Regions from separate parts of the Callithrix jacchus genome. Here region 1 is linked to region 2. The links are chromatin contacts, called in public Hi-C maps. All regions are on one chromosome and are shown on one strand. The core of a region is the stretch at or near the end of the contact, and the rest is flanking DNA. Distances in the headings are between cores, read along the strand shown.

Region 1 (6,645 bases), core at 3,386-5,885, 110 kb after region 2:
AAATGAAAATGCTTTGTACAACTGAGGAGTTACAGTGAAGTGTTAGCCAGGGGTCCAGGGAGTGAGTTGAAAAGATGGAGTGAGTGTATTTGCAGCCAGGGAGCTGCTGCGTGGATTCGAGGAGCCATACCCTCTGAGCACTTACAAAGATGTATTTGGTCGAGGCCAGGCAGCAGGCTGTGAACACCCTTGCCACCACTGGGGACTGCCACTGAGGACTTCCCGAGCACGCTGTTCCCCACCTTCTTCAATGCGTTGAGGTGAGCTGGGCTTGGCCCCAGCCCAGGCTTCTGTCCCTAAGGAGAAGCTGCCACTAACGGTCATCCTACCACACTGCTAAAGAGAATGTTGGCAGTGGTGGGCGGTGTGCCTGTGCCAACCCTTCCGGGGACCCACCCCACAGAGGGACCTTGCCTGGGGCTGCCAGCTGTGCTGCTAAGGTTGGGGAACCCACACCCTAAAAAGAACCCAGGCTCCAGACCACTGGAGGCCAGGGCTTCCCTGCATGGGCTGAGGGGAGATGGGCTATCACCCCAGGTGACCTTGCCAGCGAGCTGTTCAGCAGGTAGCCACTGCCCTGCCATCTGTGCAGAACCAGCCACCTTGGGGGCTGGGGTTCCCGCGTTGAGGCCCCACTTCCGCACTTCCCTTGACTCAGTTCTGCCTGAACTGGGAACTCTCCGTGGTCAGCAAAGCCACTGCTGCGCAGGCTGGATGCTGTGAGAACTAAGTGCTCAGAGGTCCAGGAGCCCAGGGGACAGGAACGAGTGTGGTTTTAGTACGTTCAAAAGGGACAATCGCTTGCAGTTGGTAGATCTAGCGATCTAGTTGGAAGATAATGTTGTTTACCCCATATGAAGTATTCAATAGTTCTACTTGTGAATTTGTATTTATTTTGAGTTATACTTGACACGGAATTCCTTTTTTTAAAAAATACTATGTGTGTATTTTGAAAAAAAATTTATAGATGTTAAAATTTCTGCATGGTTACCAGTTTTTCTCACAACACTGAATTTGGTAGCTTTTCCCGAAAAAATCTTTTTGACAGTGATTTTTTGTCTGTATATATTTGAGGGCCTTTTTAAAAAAAAAAAAAAAAAGAAAAGAAAAATATAATCGTTTGACTTTTGAGATTAAAACAAACAAAAAGAGAGGCATTTTCAAAACTTCAGGACTTTCAGGAGGGCAGGAGAATATCAAAGATTTCTGGAAGTATTTTGCAAACCTTCTGCTTGAGCTGCAAGGAAAATATTTATGGTGAGATTTTTCTGTTTCCCGTTACTGGGTTTTTGGTTGGTTTTTGTTTGTTTTTTACTATGCTTTGGTCTGTAAAAATATGCAACTGAACTACATTCAGAAGGAAATATTGTCTACGTAGAATATTATATGAAGTTGGTACATAATTCTGATGAGGAAAAAAAAACCTTTGCAATTCTTTAAGCCATATCGTTGTTATTCTGTGTTGTTTCCCTGGATGAAAATATCAGTATTAAGTAGCCAGCATATTATTCCAGTGTTTAGACTTATTAATATGTTCTTGTCCTGTATTTATACATCTGTGTATTTTGGAAAGTATTGCCTTTTTAAAGGGAAGCTATAATTAGATACGTAGTGGAACGGGAGTAGTGACCCCTTTGTGCCTCTTCCGCAGAGGATAACAAACAGCATTGTACTCTATTCTCTTGCATCTTATTATTATCTTGTTATTACGGTTTTATTAATTTTGTAGGGAGGCAGGGAGTGGTCCAGGGGAAGAAGCGGCTTATTTTCACTAGCCCCTCTGTGGTCCAGCAGCCCCTTGGCTTGGTTTGAGGGCTCTCGATCAGTGGGGCCCCAGGAAGGAAGAAGAAGTGGGGCAAAGCCTGGCCCTGCCACTTGGGAGCTTTGCCATCTGAGCCACGCCTCCTCCGGCCCATGCTCCTTGAACTTGGAAATGTCAACCGGAGCCCTTATGCCAGCCCTCCAGCATCTAATAGACTTGAATCTGCCCTAAATGAATATTGAATCCAACCTCACTACATTGTAGCCCAGTCCAACGACTAACCTTGAAATGGGGGTGTTCCAGCCTTCATTGAGGTGGCCGAGCAGCCCCCTGGGGCTCTGGCAGCAGGCTCATGGCAATAGCTTTTCTGTAGCCAGCCTCACTGCCCCACCTCTTCCACCCCCGTGCGGTGACCCTGTCTGTGTCTGCGTCTGTCCATATGTGTGAGTCCAGCTAAAAAGACAAACAGAACCCATGGGCCCAGCTCGGAGGGCGTGTGGAGAAGGCTCCAGTGTCTCCGACGTGCAGCCCTTGGGATGGCATTCCATCGTGTGCCTTATTCCTGGAGAATCTGTATACCGCTTGCCTATAGAAACATAGCCCCTTCATGCTGTATTAAAAGGACTTTTAAAAGCAAAAGAGGCTCACGGGTTTCCTTGTTCACACAAGCATGTAGGGAGGCTGGACTCTCAGAGGCAGGAGATGGGGCAAGCGTAGGAGAGACTTGGGGCTACCCTTGGCCCTCCTGGGTCTGGGTCATCTTATCACTGCCCTGCCTCTATGCCACGGATTTGCCTTCTCCCAACCTCTCTGCTCCCAACTGGACACTCTCCAGGGCGAAGGCCCTCTCCAAGTTGGCCCCAGACTGGGAGAGATTGTCAGCAGATGAGGTCACACGTTCACTCAGTGGGGGGACTCCCGGGTGACCATATATAGGAGTGAATTTTCCTCAGAGACTGCAGCCCTTGGCTGCTCCCGCTTGGCACACGCGGCCAAGATCAGGATTTGGGCCCCAGACACGCAGCATCACACAGTGGGCAAACAGAGAGGTCCAGGGGAGACGGCACAGGGGCCCCTCTTCTGACCGAAGCCTGGCCTAGGCTGTCACAGAGTGGGGTGGGGGTGGGGGTGGGACTCTGCTGAGGGCCATGAGGAGCCACAGCAAAGCAAGACTGTCAGCAGCCGCCACCTGCAAAGCCCAGTACTGGCTCTTGTTCTCAACCTTGCTGCCCACCTGAGTCACCTGGGGGGCTTTAAGAATCTCGTGCCTTGGCCCCACCCCAGGGAGGCTGAGGAAGTGGTCCGGGGTGTCCTTGAGCTTATGAAGCCCCCAGTTCAGTCTGTTTGCACCCAAAGTTGAGAAGCACTGGGCTTTCAGAAGGTCCCTAGTGTTCCTGTGGGACCCATCATGAAGGGGAGGAGGCGGGGGGCAGGGAGTCCCATCGAGGGGCCCTCTGTCCTCAGCTCCAGCCAACTGTTGCTATCTACGAATAAGGTTGCCTACAGAGGGAGGGAGGGGCAGCAGGGGAAAACCGGAAATCCCAGTTGTTACGTGAAATTGTCCATGTTTTAAGTTTTGGCAATGAGTGAACTGGACTTCTGAATAGTGTGGAAGTCGAAGCACGTGATTGTGGGCTAGCCCTCGCCTCCTGACTGTGGCCTCTGGACGGAGCAGAGAAAATCAAATGCCAGTCCTTGGGGTCAAGGACCATGGATGTGAGGGCAAGAGACAGGCAGGAGCAGAGACCACCAAGGCCAGACCTCTTGTCTTATTTGGGGTGCCAAGCAAATCCCAGAACCAAGCCCCTTCCTGCTGAATGGCATCTAGAGAATTCCCCACGGGGTGCCGGCCCTCAGTGTGTGGAATGGCAGGCAGGGCCAGAGTCAGCCTGAATGAAGGTGGGCCCAGCAGTGCGGGGGAGAGGGGACCCACCTCTGCCAGTGTGAGAGGAGAACAAAGGAGCCCTGCTCCGTAGCGGGCCCTCTGCCAGCCCACGAGTCCTCCAGTAGCCTGGGTGGGGCTGTGGCTCTCTCTAGGCAGATCTGAGATCTCAGAGCTGGTGTCTGACTCAGGGCCCTCCTGTCCTCTTCAGCACTGTGGCCAGGCCAGCCCTGCTACCCAGCTGCATGACACTGGGTGGCTTTCCTTGTCCCTGAGCCCCAGCTCTCCCAGGGGTATCCTGTGGATAAGACAACCCACTGAGCAAAAGACAAAGCGCACTGCTTGTACCGGGAGGCGCCCAGGGAGTGTGGGTCCCTGGCTCCCGCTGTCTGCAGCTCAGGCAGAAGCATCCTACCAGTGATGACACCAGGTAGTCCGCAGGGAGCCAGGCCTCGAACCCAGGGCCCCAGGTGCTTCTGAGCACCCAGTAAACATTGACTGGGCACCCATGTGTGCCGCGCTGGGACTTCGGGCATTGTTTGATGACATGCACTTTGAGTGTGTGGCAGTGTGCATGCGCCTGTGTGTTTGTTTTGTTTTCTGTGGAAAGAAAACAAACCCAAGGCAAACACAGCCTGCATTTCGACATCTCCTGGAGCCGTGGAAACCAGTAATTCCCCTGGACAGGAAGAATTTCCGGTCGGACTCAGTCCCCATGTTCAGAGACAGCTGGCTGCTGAGCACCCAGGAGAGAGAAGAGTCCACCAAAGAAAGGGCTGGCAAGGGATCAAGAGAGGCTGGCCCAGCTCTGGGCCGAAGCTGAGGTCCCCCAGGGGAAGGTCTCACCTGGCACCGTCACCCAGCAGGCAGGTGGCAGAACCAGGATTTGATCGAACTTGAAGTTCTCACCACCCAGTGCAGTGTGTCAGAGGCAGAGCTGGGAGAGAGTTGCAAAGGTCAGATAAGGAGAGGGTCCAAGGGCTGGGTGGTATCGAAGGGTGAGAGACCAGGCAGGAGGAAGGGAGGTGGGGCAGGTGGGTGCCAAGGGGTGATGGCTGCAAGGTTGTGAGGCACCCTCTTGGCATCTGCCCCAAACACAGAGAGGGGAGACCAGGCCTGTGGAGAGATGGCAGGAGCCCAACCACCTGAGCACTGGAGGTCGCCAGGAGCCCAGGGTCCCTCTGGCAAGACCCTGACAAGGCTCTGCTTCTTGGAACATGTGACACAGAGCCTCACATCCTTATCTGTAAGCTGGGGGCAATTAGGACTCACTGAGTGTGGCAGGGGACACCCAGGCAGCTCCTGCACGCAGCTCTGGGCTAGCCACCTCTCTCCCACCAGTCCCCCACTGTGGTGCCGAAGCTTCCAGGCCCAGGCCACCAGTCAGCTTCTGCATTGGACCCCAGCCGTAGGTTGGAGTCCCTCCGGTTTTCTGACCTCATGTCTCCTCCTACTAGTCCTGGCAGGACCCAGGGCAGGAAACAACATGCCACTATGGCAGGTGGAGAAACTGAGGCCTGAGAAGCCCTGCTGCCCCAGATTGCCAAGCAGGGTCCTCCGCCACACCCTCCAGCCTCCACTATCTGTGCAGTTTCTGATCCTGACCAGGGCCACCAAGCAGATTCTCACCAACCTGTCCAGTCTGTCAGCAAATGGCTGTCCGTCAGTGTGTCCTGGGGCCTGGCCCAGAGCTCTGATCGAGGCCTGGGACCCACGATGCACTGGGGAATCAGCCCCCCACCTGCCCTCTGACACCCTGGTCCTCCTCCCCACTGCCTGGTAAACCCAGGGCGAGGCATCAGAACTCCACCCTTCCAGTGGCTGCCTCCTGTGAGCCTGCCAGGTGCTTGGAAGTGGGGAGAAGGTGCAGGGAACACCCCAGGTGAAGGGAATTAAGACCGAGGAAGGCTTGCCATCTCTCCAGAGACAGGTGTGTCGGCTCTTCCCCTAGAGCTCTGGCTGGAGCAGGGAACGGGCTGCCCTTGGGTGCAAAGGCCCCTCTCCACACTTCCCCTGCCATTTGTCCAGAGGCTGGATCCCAAGGAGATTTCAAGGCCACTTGCTCCCCGTGCCCGCACACACACGCACTCATACACACCTCTCACACACACACACAAACACACACATCTCACACATGCACTCACATACACACACCCCATATGCACACTCACAAACACATCTCACATGTGTACACACATCTCACATACACATTCATGCACACACACATCTCACACATGCACTCACACACCTCACATGCACACACACATCTCACACGCACACATCTCACATGCACACGCACACAAACATCTCACATGCGCACTCACACACACACCTCATGCACACACACACCTCACATGTGCACACACGCACCTCACATGCACACACACAAACATCTCATGTGCACTCACACACACCTCACACGTGCACTAACATCTCACATGCACAAACACATCTCACACGCACACACAAACACACACATCTCACGTGCACCCACACATCTCACACGTGAACTCACACAGCTCACATGCCCACTCTCACACACAAACACATCTCACACGTGCACTCACACACAAACATCTCACAAGCACACACATTTGACACACACATCTCACATACTCTGTTCACGGCCTCATACACACACCCATTTGCAAAGTCAAGCCTGCACGTATTCACACATGCACAGCCCACAAACACACACGGCCGCAGCCCATTGAGAGTCCCTTAGGGGCAACGGTCCTGAGGCCCTTCTCTAGCTGGAAGGGCGATGCAGCAGGATGGGGCCCCTCCTGACCAGGAAGGCAATGAAAGCAGTGTGAATCTGCCCATCTCCTCCCCCACAGGCCCTGAGTCCTTCCCACAGGCTGAGGAACCCAGGTAGGCAGGCGACGTCACGCCCTGCCCTTGGCCCAGCTCAGTCAGCAAAAGTCCCTTCTCACAGTTGATGCAGTTGAATTTACATTTTGTTCAGTGTCATAATGGCATCGCGATCATGTGAAAAATA
Region 2 (7,173 bases), core at 3,233-5,732:
AACTGTGCTGCAATGAACATTCGTGTGTAATGCATTCATTTTACGGGGACAGAGGTACTGGCACGGGACGGACTTAACTGAGCATGAGTCTGGTGAGACAGGGGCAGATTAATGCTGATCAGGTGCAGTCCTTTTCCTGGTGAAGGGGGGCTGGGAGCAAGGGTTTGGTTCAAGTGTGTTCCTGACCAAAGGGGCCTGAAGACAGGCCCAGAGTGGGGTAAGGCAAACACCCCTTTTGAACAGAGCAATCCTTCCTCTAGGGAAAGAAGACTGCTGGACCTTGCCTGCCTGGGCTATGATGAGCCAAAAGAGTTAGTAGTTTGACTTTACAACCTACCAACCCCTTTTGCAGGTATGGTCATATTTGGGCCCCACAGCCACCTATCAGGGAACACAAGTGTTTATAGATGAGGCAAGGGAGGCTGAGAGGGCAGAGGATATTTGCAGGAGCAGCGGGTGGTGGCTGGAACCCAGGGTTCCAGATCCCTTGCTGGCTCGCTCACCCATTTCATGGGAGGAGCTAACACTTGTGCACTTCCCCAGCTGTGGACTGGGCCCACTGGGGAGGCTGGGTGACCCCTCCAAGCCTACATCACACCTTGTGCTGTTGTCAGGCAGGCAGAACAAACCTGCAGTGAGCACCAACATGTCCAAGGTTGATCATGCACTCGGCCGCAGTTTGGGCAAGCTCCTGCTGTTCCCTGGGATTCAGTTTCCCCATCTGTACAAGCCAAGCCCTGTCCAGTTGATGAAGCTCAGGTGGGCTTCAGTAAGACCTGAGCACAACTAGGCTTTGTGCCCTGTTGGACTCCAGTCACTACCCAGGAGCTTCCAGAAGCTTTTGTGAGAGCTCAGCCTCATCCCTTTCCTCTCCCTTCAGCTTCCCTTTCTCTTCCTATCCTCTTCTCCCTGTTTTGGTCCATGAGATCTGAATAAAAGAAAAGCAACTTGGAAGTGCTCTCCACAGCCCCTGTCCAGCAGCTGCTCCAGTGAACACCATGGCGGCCACAGCAGCTACCAGGAGAGGACACTTTATGGGAAGAGGACTCAGGATGGGGCCATGCCTACTCCCAAGGGCTGAGTAATGATAGCGGGACCCACTCCAGGCTTTCAATGGCTTTCACTTCTCAAAGGGGCCAGTGATTGAAATGGCTAAATATCCATCAAGGATGAATGGACAAACAAGATGTGGTCCGTCTATACAATGGCGTGTCATTCAGCCTTAAAAAGGAGTGAAGTACTGACCCGTGCTACAAGGAGCAACTTTGAAAACACAACACCACATGAGAGAAGCCAGAAGAGAGAAGACATGTAGTGTGTGATTCCATGTGAATGAAACACCCAGAACAGGTAGATCCAGAGACGAAAAACAGATTTAGCAATGGCCAGCGGCTGCGGGGAGGGGAGAATGGATTGCGGCTGCTTAATGCCTCTGGGGTTTCCTTTTTGGGTGGTGAAATGTTTGGGAATTAAATAGAGGTTGCACAGCAGCATGAATATACTAAGTAACACTCACAAATGGCTGATTCTATGTAACAAGATTTTAATATTTAAAAATGGGGCTAATGCAGTAGGTGCAGGGTACCTGTACTGCCCACCTCCCCAGCCTTGCCTGCCTCCAGCTGCCCTCTGCAGGGCCCACCAACACCCTCCTCTGCTGTCGTCCTTCAATTCCAGGCCAGCCCTGACCTGGCAGAGGGTTTTTAAACCACCTGATGCTGAGCCACTCCCCCTGGGGTTCCACCAATTTTAACAGAGTTGTCCCCATTTATTGAGCACCTACTGTACACCAGGCCCTTGTGAGCAGTCCCACACCTCTGCCAGGTGGGCGCAGTCTCAAGCTCATCATGGGAGAGAGATGGCTCGCATTTCATGGGCTCGTAGTGAGGACGTGGTGTCCAGCCTGTCTCAGTAAGCACCCAGTGCAAGACAGCGGCTCCAATTGCTGTGATTATTGCAGTCCCGGTTTCATACATGTCCAGGCCAAGGCTCAGGGCTCAAGTGACCTGTCCAATGTCAGCCAGCTGGTGCTAAATGTCCATGGGGCCCATGACTATTTCAGGCCAAAACATGCAGCTTTGAAACAGAGGAAAAGGAAATGGGCGGTTGTTTGTGGGCTGGGGCTCCTGGGAGGTGATGAAGATGCCTGCAGAGCCCTGAGCCTGCGGACTCGGAGGAGAGCAGGCCTGAGTAGTACAAGGCCAGAACATGGGAGCTTCAGAGCATAGGGACAGACAGAGGGTGGAGGTAGTAGGAGCCAGAGGGACAGGGAAGGCTACACAGCACCCTTGGGCTACAATCGTGTTTTTCTCACCTATAAAATGAGGTGATGACACCATCCTTGGAAGCAGATCTGGTAACCAGTCCTGAACCACAAGCCAGTGGCCTCAGGTCAGATGTAACCTGTGCTAGAGGCAATTCTGCTTCCTGGACAGGGGCTTGAGCCATCTCCAGCCCAGATGGAGTCCTCGAGGGCTCTGGAACTTCATCTGGTCATTTGTCCAGTAGCCTCAGCTGACAGATGAGGAAACTGGGGCCTGGAGTGAGTTTAAGAGACTTGCCCATGGTCCCATTGCAGAGTGTGGCTGGGGACTGGGTCTCATTCCCCGTCACATGCTCCTTCACTGCACCACGCTGGAAACCTAGATTGGTAAGAGACAACAGGGAACCCCGGGACCCGGTGGTGTGAGACTGAGGTCCCAGAAGGCCCCTCTCCCCCATCCTGGAATCCCACCATTAGAGAAAGACTTGCTGGGAGTAAGGGGCCACCCACTGCTCCATGTTTGGGGCTAGTTTATCATCACAAGGTCGGCACTGTGCAGAGTCTAAATTCCCCTTGAAAGTATGTTACGGCCAGGTGCTCAGGCCTGTCACCCCAGCACTGTGGAAGGCCAAGGTGGGCAGGATGCTTGAGCTCAGGAGTTCAAGACCATCCTGGGCGACATGTTGAAACCCCATCTCTACAAAAATTAGCCTCCATGGTGGTGTGCACCTGTAGTCCCAGCTACTCAGGAGGCTGAGATGGGTAGATTGTTTGAACCCAGTAGTTCGAGGCCACAGAGACCTGAGATCACACCATTGCACTCCAGCCTGGGTGACAGAGAGAGACCCTGTCTCAAAAAAAAAAAAAAAGGTATCTTTTTTACCAGACACCTGGTAGAATTCCCCCTACAGTCCCTCAGTAAACTCATAAGGGCAGATTTTCCTTGCAGCATGGCTCAGATCTTCGTTTCTTTGGTGGACACCAGAAGAAATAGCTGGCTCATGCTTCAGGATCATATATGCTCATGCAGCACCCATCTGTTCCCTCGGGTTCACTCCCAGCACCGAAAGGAAGTTGTACTCTGAGGGAGACTGGAGGCCCAGCTGGGGCAGATTCATGCTTCGCCCTGGAGACCCCTCACCAAGAGGAACTAGTGTGGGGGTCTCCTGCACTAGCCAAATTATCCTCTCCTCACTGTTGCTCTGGGCCAAGCGTGTCCTGCTGAAGTGGCCTGAGTCCCCGGTCATGGGCCGCTCATATCAGGGAGGTGAATCACTCGCTTCCCGAGTGTTCCTGGGCAAGTGTGTGGCAGGTCTTTTCCAGGCCATGTGGTGGGATGAAAAAAAAGCTTGGACTCAGAATCATCACAATGGGGTTTAAACCCTAGCTTTGCCATTTCCTCTTTCTGTTAACTAGTCAAATTTCCAACCCTCTCTGGATCTCATTTCCTTATTTGTCAAGAAAAAAACAAGATAGTTAAGGATAAAATCAAACAAGTGTTCAGGAAATATTAGTGAGTACACACACACTCACTCACAGCCGTACACTTCTCTCTCTGGGGTGGGTGTGGTGATATTGATAGGACACAGAAAGTCAGAGGTCATTGCTCTGGGAGGCAGTTGGAAGGGGGGGCATTTAGGGACCTGGTAGAACAGGAGGCTGGGAAGGCTTATGGGTGGGGGTAGTGCCAAACCAGGAGGCCCCCACCCCAAGGCAGGTCCCACCCCACCTCACGGGGTAGAAGGTGTCCCAGGAAGCCTGGCCAGCCAGGGAACCAAGGGGTGGACGACAAGCCAAACATCAAAGCTGGGCCCAAGGTTTCTGCCAAATGAAGAGCAGCAGGAATATGTCTGGAGTTGAAAGGCCCAAGAAACCCCAGGTGTCTGAGCTCCCATGGCTTCAGAGAGTCCCAGGTTGAGTGGCTGGAGCCTTCTGGAACCTGTCCAGACCCCTGGCTAGCCTTGCTTGACTCATGTCTGCAAAAGAGAGGAGGGAACATAGAGGGAGGAGAGGGGAAGCCACGCAGCTGTTCCTTAGTTGGGGGCCTAGGAAATTTGAGCCAAGCCACAGGCTGCCGGCAGGCAGGAGAGGGCCCTTAAAAGCCACTTCTGAGGCCCTGGCCTGGCCTTGCCAGCAGTCCCAGGATTAGCTCTGCAGCCTTCTCTGAGCCCCGGACATCTGCAGCCTGGAGTCCACTTCCCTCTCTCCCAGCCCCATGGGGCAGCCCCCTGTGACCGGGGAAGGGGGAACAGACAGCTGTGACCTGGAAAGGGAGTTAGGAGGGCCTCCGGCTGGCCTAAGACCCAGGTTTGGGACAGAGCAATGATGCAGGAGCTGGAATGATGCAGGGCCTCATTCCAGAAATGCCTTCCCCTTTCTCCATCTTGTGAGCCTGAAAGAGATGGGGGTGAGGGGAAAAGCAAGGGAAATAACATCTGCACAGGCCCACCAGGCACCAGGGACGTGCTGGGTGCTGTACCTGACAGCCTTCTCAGAGTTGGTCTTATTACTTCTAGCCTTCATTCAAGAAGACAGGCTCAGAGAGGTTAGGTAACTTGCTCATGGTGACACAGGAAGTAAGTAGTAGTGTCAAGATAGAAAGAAACTCAGAACCAGGTCAATCTAGCTCTACATATTGAAATCTCATTTTATCCAGAGCCCAAAGAATTAGAACCAGGCAGGTCAGAATGGAACCCAGGGAGGAGGTTAGCCTTGTTTGTCTGCTGAAGGCTCAGTGTGATCACCGGCTGCATCACTGAGGTGGAAAGAATCCTGAGAAGTGGGGAGGGACAACAGCCTTTACAGATCGCTCCTGGGTGATGGTGCTCCCTTTCCACACTGCAGTGTGTCTGGAATAAGAGATCAGATGAGAGGTCAGCAAACTGAAGGCTCAGCTGGAAAAACTGGGGCCAATCCAGCTTAGAGGAGACTTAGAAGAGGCTGGACTGCTGTTGGCCCTGAGTGACACTTGTTCTGTGGGACCAGACTCAGCCAGAATAGGTTAGGCTTTGCTATGATAACAAACAATCACCAAATCTCAGTGGCTCACACAACCAAGGTTTATTTCTTGCTCACATTACATGTTCAACACAGGTCAGCATGGAGCTCTGCTCACCCTAGTTGCTCAGGGATTCAGGGCAAGTCAGGCTTCATGCAGGCATGAGCTCCCCCAGACACTACAGCGATGACATAGGAAAGAGGAAAACCACACACTGGCCTTTTAGTCTTCTGCTCCCATTTCATCAGCCAAAGGAAGTCACGTGGCAACATGTACCTTAACTTCATGGGGCCAGGAAGGGCAATCACACCTGGAGCACAGGAGCAGATGGGGATGACTGACTAGCAGCACTCATGACTACCTTAAGGATTAAAGGGGTAACTGGGGCTGTGGATGAATGTATAAGGAAGTTGACTTTGAGTCTATTTTAGCATGGCCTCTCCAGGAAGATTGTGGGTACCCATCAACAGAAGTGTGCAAGCCATGGTGGGATAGGTGCATTGCAGGAAGGGGGCAGAAGATTCTCCACCATCACTGGCATCATGGCCTGTGTGGCAATACAGAGCAGTGGCCATTAAAGGCAAGGGTGCTGGAGCCAGAGGCGCCTGCATTCAAATCCCTCTCTTTATCAGTTGCGTTACTTTGTGCAGATTACGTAATATCTCTGGGCTCCATGCTCCTCCTCTATAACGTAGGGGTAATAAGGGGTCCATAGAATTGTGTGAGGATTAAGTAAGCCCACAGCACACCATGGCCAGCACTTGGGAAGCTCTGATCAAGTCAGTTGCTCTTGCTGTTGTTCTCATTCCTCCCCAAGATCCTGTGACTGCCCCTCCTGGAATCCTGGGCCACATCCCTCCCCCGCACCCCCACCCCGCCTCTCCCATCCCTAAGACATTAGTCAGAAGGGCAGGGTTGGGAAAGCTCTGTGCACTGGGCCAAGCAGGCTGATCCTTCCCACTAGTGTCCTCCGGTCTGCTGGGGTAGGTTACTTTCCCTAACCCATCCTGCTCCCTAACAGGTTTCCTCCTCCTCCTGTTTCCCAGCCAGACTGCAAAGCCATTTCCTTCTTCAGCTCATCCCCAAATCTTCCCTGACAGCCATGGGTCTGATTTCTATCTCTCTGATCTTGCCTTCTCCACATGTCCTATAAATGGAGCCATACAGTACGATGTCTTTCTGCTGTGTCTTCATCTATCTGCTTTATAGACATTTGGCCGTATCAGACGGGGGAATCTCCTCTCCCCCTTCCGCCTATCCACTGGCATTCACTCCTTGCTTGTTATCTTTGTAAGTCTAAGTAGGAGACTTCTATTTTCACTATAGACAGTGTCCCTGGGCTCCCTACTTTGAGAGATAAAGTTATCAGGGCCCCTGTCTTTCCTATAAGCTCTAAAATGATCGTTTGAGAGACATCAGGAGGAGGTGTGGCAAAGTGAGGTGGTGTGTTTCAGAAATGGGTGTTGCAGGAGCACAGATGAGCTAGGGAAGTGAGGCTTTCTGGAAGAGGCAGGGTTGAGCTGGGCCTCCTCCTCTCACTTCTCTGAGGGCAGATGCTGGCTAACCCACTCTCCCTGAGGTCTGTAAGCCCTGAACTGCAGTACCTCACTTCAGACACCAGGGGGAAGGCAAGTGGCTTTGCTGGGGTCAGCTGCACAGCCAGACCAAGGGCAGCTCAGCTCTCCCCACCCAAATCCCTCGATGGGGCGGGGATCTAGGCTCTTAGCTCTCAGCCCTGCACCCCCATGGAGGCTTGAATCCTTGAGTGCAGTCCACAGCTGTGGCTTCCAAGCCTTATGTTCATTGGTGTTGTCTCATCTGCATTGCTCGTTTCTCAGTGTGGTCCCTGGAGCCCTGGCATGGGAATCAGTTAAGCACACAGATTCCTGGGCCCTGCCCCAGGCCTCCTGTT

The links. A called contact is a pair of places that touch in the nucleus more often than the background predicts.
Region 1: a contact with region 2 is called in a Hi-C map of skeletal muscle, with 6 times the contacts expected there. The contact joins two enhancer-like sites. A contact is called at or near these places in 3 of 3 Hi-C or Micro-C datasets (induced pluripotent stem cells and skeletal muscle).

The regions. Positions count from the first base shown.
Region 1 is chr12:50,849,311-50,855,955 of calJac240_pri, forward strand. ZCCHC24 (zinc finger CCHC-type containing 24) reads left to right here. Exons shown (of 4, transcript XM_035267855.3): 4 at 1-2,401. Among named protein-coding and RNA genes, the nearest start is that of PPIF, 22 kb to the right of the region's middle. Within about 2 kb of position 4,636, at least 7 of the 16 cell types and tissues checked have an H3K27ac peak or open chromatin away from gene starts, as enhancers often do. A contact at or near this core is called in skeletal muscle, where this site is marked.
Region 2 is chr12:50,739,984-50,747,156 of calJac240_pri, forward strand. It overlaps the pseudogene LOC128929203. Among named protein-coding and RNA genes, the nearest start is that of ZCCHC24, 44 kb to the right of the region's middle. Within about 2 kb of position 4,483, at least 1 of the 16 cell types and tissues checked has an H3K27ac peak or open chromatin away from gene starts, as enhancers often do. A contact at or near this core is called in skeletal muscle, where this site is marked.